Linked DNA regions of Gossypium hirsutum: region 1 is linked to region 2. Evidence: chromatin contacts called from public Hi-C data. All regions are on one chromosome and are shown on one strand. Each heading gives the region's core, a stretch centred on a gene start, on an enhancer-like site or on the middle of the called end of the contact. The rest is flanking DNA. Distances are from core to core; before and after follow the strand shown.

Evidence for each region. A called contact is a pair of places that touch in the nucleus more often than the background predicts.
Region 1: a contact with region 2 is called in a Hi-C map of leaf, with 2.7 times the contacts expected there. The contact joins the promoter of LOC107908474 here to the promoter of LOC107908478 in region 2. A contact is called at or near these places in 5 of 34 Hi-C or Micro-C datasets (callus, leaf and petal).

The regions. Positions count from the first base shown.
Region 1 is chrD02:43,365,540-43,368,266 of Gossypium_hirsutum_v2.1, reverse strand. LOC107908474 (26S proteasome non-ATPase regulatory subunit 1 homolog A) reads right to left here and starts at 1,428. Exons shown (of 13, transcript XM_016835651.2): 1 at 1,216-1,428; 2 at 274-343. The coding sequence starts at 1,370.
Region 2 is chrD02:43,031,053-43,033,996 of Gossypium_hirsutum_v2.1, reverse strand. It overlaps LOC107908478 (extensin), which reads left to right and starts at 1,445. Exons shown (of 3, transcript XM_016835658.2): 1 at 1,445-1,623; 2 at 2,171-2,944. The coding sequence starts at 1,557.

The DNA.
Region 1 (2,727 bases), core at 179-2,678, 330 kb before region 2:
GTCCATAATAGGATATGTTAAATAAGATTTTTTCCATTAATCACTCAGAAGTGAACATTTGTTGGGTGCTAAAATTTGCTAAATCAACAATATTGGTTAAGAAACTTGTCCCAAACATGCAAAGAATCAGATTTTGTAGTTCTGATTTTATTTTCCCATTTCCATAAAGAAATCAGTAGCTCAATTTCCCGGAAATATGCTAGTTATATGCATTCACTCATAAAACATAAGCATGCTTATAAAAACAGACTGAGAGGAACAAGAGAAGAGGACCTTTGAGACAAGCAGCGCAGCAAGTTGTCTCTGATGCTGGTCGAATTCTTCATCTTCATACAAGCTTTCTCTGGAAACCACAAGTTTAATATCAGCATTTAAGCACGGAACTCGTGCATGCAGTGCATTACTTTAATTTGAATCACTCCACCACATAAAACTTAAATAAACTATCTAAGAATTGAAAAACGTGATACATAAATTTAAAATAAGCTGAAGGTGGATGAATGAAGATAAACCTAGAGACATCCCCCTCCAGTATATCTGTCAATATTAGCTACGACATAGAAAAAAAAACTAAAATATAACAAAAGCCACAACATGAACAAATGAATGCCTCAAAATATAAATATACAACATGATATATTAATTATCAAATTTTATATAAATATAAAATACCTTAAAACACAACCATGACACGACATACAAGAACACAAATCAGACACAATTTACCATGTCTACCCTTAGGCCCCTAGCCAAAATGAATTGATCTAGTGTAAAATTTTGAAAATCACCGTTTCCATTTTTTTATTCACTCAAAAGTTATAACTTCTTAAGTAAACAAATCAGTACCCACACAGCACAACAATTGCTTTTAGTTCTTCCTAATCTGAAACTTGAAAATTTTTGTACAAACAAGCTAGCCTGACTAAAGCAATCAATTATCACATAAGCAAAACTGCAATAATTAAGTTGAACCCCTTTTGCAAGGTAAAACCTAATTCCAAAACCATAAATTAAAACAAGCCTAATCTCCATACGTAGCAAAAATTTCAAACTAGCGCACTTGCAAAATTCAAACTAATTCACAGTAAACATCAACAAAAGTTTTCTTCACTCCGTTTTCCTTAAAACTACCCACAACCAATCAGATCAAAATAACCAAACCGCAAACCCTAACAAAAAGAATAAGAAAAAAATACAGAAAGTAATAAGTATTACATTATAGGAACGCTGGTGGAGATCTCTGGCCAAAATTGGTCCACGAAGCTGACAAGATTAGAGAGAGCATGCAACTTCAGCTGAGGATGGCTCTCATTGAGCATCGCCAGTAACCCTCCAGCGGAGCTGACCATCGTCGCCGCTGCCGCCGCCATTACTATTTCTCCCAAAAATAAAAAACCCTAACTTTCTATAATTAATGGGGGCCGGCTTTCGTCAATAAAAGAAGGGTAAATTGGAGATTTTACTTTTGAAATTTTGTCGTAAAAGATAACCTGTAGTAATTTACTTTCTTATCAATTTAATCCATGTATAATTTTAAAGTAAGTAAACTTCAATTATTTTTGTTAACTAGCTTCTAATGTCACTAACTTTTAAATATTATATTTTTAATTACAAAATTAATGAAATTGTGAATTAAATTATAATATTTTTAAATGTATAATAATTATCTTTTTAATGTATAATTATCATATTTTTTTATTTTACTTCATCTTTTTTATTTTAAAATGTAAATTTAATAATATGATAAAAAATAAAAAGTAATCTCATCTGTTCAAAAAAAATTTCAAACTCATACTTTTAAATATATATATTGTAGATAAATAAGCTATATGATAAAGGAACAATTTAGTCCATCAAAATAAATTATGGGTGAAAAATTCATATAACAATTTTTTTAGAAAAAAGGTAAATTCTACTGTAACACCCCAAAATGTTTCAATTTTCTTACGAGACTTTTTCAGGAATTCGATAAGAAAATTCAATTTTGGTGGATTCAACAATTTTTGAAAAGTTGTGAAACCTTAGAAAAACATATTAAGTCATTTTTAAAGTTTCGAGTTTAATCAAATACAAATAGGTGTTGAGAGGTTAAATGATAATTTTATCACCAAAGATATTATAATCATTTGGAACTTAAATATGATTAAATATTAGTACCTATGAGAGAGTGTGATGATAAATTTACTTTTAGATAATTATAAGCTCTTTTTACATTAAATTTTTTTCTTCTTTCGACATTTTTGCCAAACTTTTTTATTTTAAATATCATAAAACAAATAAAAGGGGAAAATCTCCATACTAGCCATTCTAGTAGCCAATCATTACAACACAGGAAGAGAAGCTTTCATTATTCTCTTCTCTTCTTTTCATCTCTACTTATTTCCTCTTCAAATTTTCACTATTTTTCCTCTATTTCTTACAAAAAGCCTTTACAAAAGTTACATTTGAGCTAAAACTTATCATCATCTACATCATGCTATCACTTAGAGTTTATGAGCTTATAGTAAAAAAGTTTAGGGCTTTGGTAAGAACTCTTCCTATTTTAGTATCTTAGCATTTTATTTCATGTTTACTTGCTTTGAATGAGTTGTTGAGCCATTAATATGATCATTTAATGACATTAGTAATATGAGTAATTTTTATTTGTTATTAAAGTAGATGAGGTAGAATGAGAAGTTACAAGAAAATGTGCAAAGGAAAGCTTGTAGATTGAAGGAGGAAGAAGAA
Region 2 (2,944 bases), core at 196-2,695:
ATCTTAAAAGTTGAAATAAGAGTTTTAGTTTCCCTTAATGAAAAGAATATATTTCATTTTTATCACCTCTCAAATATCAATAAATTAATATTTAATCCTTTAGCCTATCAGAAAATTTTTATTTTTTACCCTTTTTTATAATTAATTTTTTAATTTAAAGTTTTTTTTAAGTAATTTTATCAAAAAATATTGAGTGAAATAATAAAATACATTACTCTCAAGCAAAAAATTCAAGTTTGAACTTTGAATATGACATCATTGAGAGGAACAATCACGAACTTTTAATCTTTATAAACTGAAAAATATATATAAATGATACATTAATTAAACCAAAATTTAAAAATTTTATCTTAAGCCCCTTTGCGTAAAGTTACTAGCTTGGTCCCTACTTACCCCAAAGTGATGGCCCATATAGAAGGGCAAATAATCATGTTGATGCTTCAGTATGACACGTTACATCGATGCTAAAATATGCAGCAAAAGGGCACATTTTTACGATCTCACCAGTCGTAAAACTTTCTAAGAGGAAAAAAAACAGTTGTAAAACTGCCTTTTTCATTCTAATATTCCAATTAGTTAAGACTTTTATAGAGAGGGTCCAACAGGATATGTTCAACATACCCAAAAAAAAAAGGCTTTGCACAAAGCTTAATCCTCCCAATGGCAAAATCTCAGCTTCATCTTTGATTAATATCACTCTCTAGTTATATCATTTGGACTCTTAATTTTTAAAAGCACTTATTCTTTTTTATATTTTTTTCGGATTTACATTCAAATATAAATATATATATACAATTAAATTATCATTTATTCATTTTTCATATTTCAAACTCATCATAATCCAATTCTCAGGATGATTCAAATCATAAAAATTGTGAGAAAGTGAGAACTTTGAGTAGAAAGCAAGCAAGACAAAAGCGCAACCAAAAACCTTCACTTTGATTTTTCCCAATATGAAAGCAAGCATATATGCCAATTTTGCATCAACAACATGAAATGTTTAAGTTAAATCAAAGTGAACAACTTCCTTTACACCTTTTAATCCCTTTACATTATTCTTCATATTTACATTTCTAAGCAAAAGTGAGTACTCATTTACATAATCAACTCGAGCCAAGCTCGAGTTTAATTCTAAATTCGAGATCCCTCAAGTTTTAACTTTAAAAACTCAAACTTGATTCAAGATAAAAACCAAACTACTCGAATTCACTCGATTAGTAAAAAATAAGATTTAATTCTCATGCTCAGGTCTAAATTCGATTATTTATGCTTCAAGCTTAAATTCAAAATTAAAATTTTTCAATAATGTGCTCGCTAGTCATTGGAGTCAAATTTTAAAATATTAAACAAATTAAATTTAAATGTTAATTTTTTTCAAATCGAAACAAATATGTCATTTACATCCGAGTTACAATAAAAGTAGATACTCAAGAATCAAATCTTTGATGGCCAACATACACAGTTGTCTCCTTTGGTTGCCTTTATATATGTCTCAATTATCAGTCTTCTGCTCTTTGAATAGTCTTTGAGTGATTTGGCATTGCTGAAATTGAATCATGGAAAACAGGCTTTGCATGTTCCTTCTCTTTTCAACAATGGCGGCCACTCTTTCCATGCATTGCGGTAAGCTGATTTCTGCTACATTATTGTTTTATTTAAGTTCCTCATTTTTACCATGTCAGTAGGGCAAATCCAAAGAGGGGTCAAAATAAAATTATAATTTTTTTAGAATTAAATGTAATTATATCGTTGGATTAACCTACAATGTTATTATTTTTAAAAAGATTTATAATATTAATATTTTACCCTTATGACAAGGCCCTGCCCCTAGAACTAGAAGTGTGGTAAAGGATTCCATTGTTTTAGTTTTTGACAGTCCAAATGTTGCATGGAGTATATTTAGTTTGCTTCGCCTCTAATGAATATACAAACTCGCATCATGTAATTTATGTCTTCCTCAGTAAACGAATATTTCTATTTTGTTGTATAAGTGTGAGTCATTAAGTAGTCATGCCATGTTTATGTTCTAGTTTTGGTATTATAAGCTTAGTTGTTTTAAACCCTAACATTTGCAATCTTTTCATTTATTCAGGGTGATATATATTATTGGGGAAGGGCAAAAATGTTTTGGGATGATTAAATGTAAATCTAACAGTTGTTTATTGGGCAGATGCAAGAAAATCAATGGAACATATCAAAGATCCAAAACATCAAAGAAATTCAATCATAAAGCACACAAAGAACTTAGAGCTAATGAGTAAACTTATGAGTTTAGTGATTGAACAACCCACTGATACATCAAATACTCAACCTTACGGAGTAAGCTCACCATTTTCTTTGCCACCATTTGATTCTTTGCCCCCTGAAAATTCACATCCTTACTGTGTTAACCCTCCAAATACCCCTGAACCTCCAATTGGAACCTCACCTTCCCCACCCTCTCCCTTTTACAACTTTCCTCCTCTTGGCCCACCACCAAGCCCACCCGGAATAGTTCCGAACCCGCCGATTATATTTCCAGGCCCACCCGGAATAGTCCCGAACCCACCTAGTAATTTTCCAGGCCCACCTGGAATAGTCCCGAACCCACCTAGTATTTTTCCAAGCCCTCCACAAGCAATACCAACACCAACAGGTTACATACCAAGCCCATCGGGGCCGGTATTGAGCCCACCCTATTACGAGCTGAGCCCACCAACCGTTGTTGTGAGCCCGCCATATAATGTTCCATCACCATTTGGGTTTAATCCAAGCCCACCAGAGTTTCTACCGCCAATTGTGTACCCACCCCCAACGGTTCTACCACATCCCAATAGGGCTCCAACCACACAATTATGGTGTGTGGCTAAGCCATCAGTGCCTGGCCCAATCATGCAAGAGGCAATGAACTATGCATGTGCATCCGGGGCGGATTGTGATTCAATTCAACCTAGTGGTCCATGTT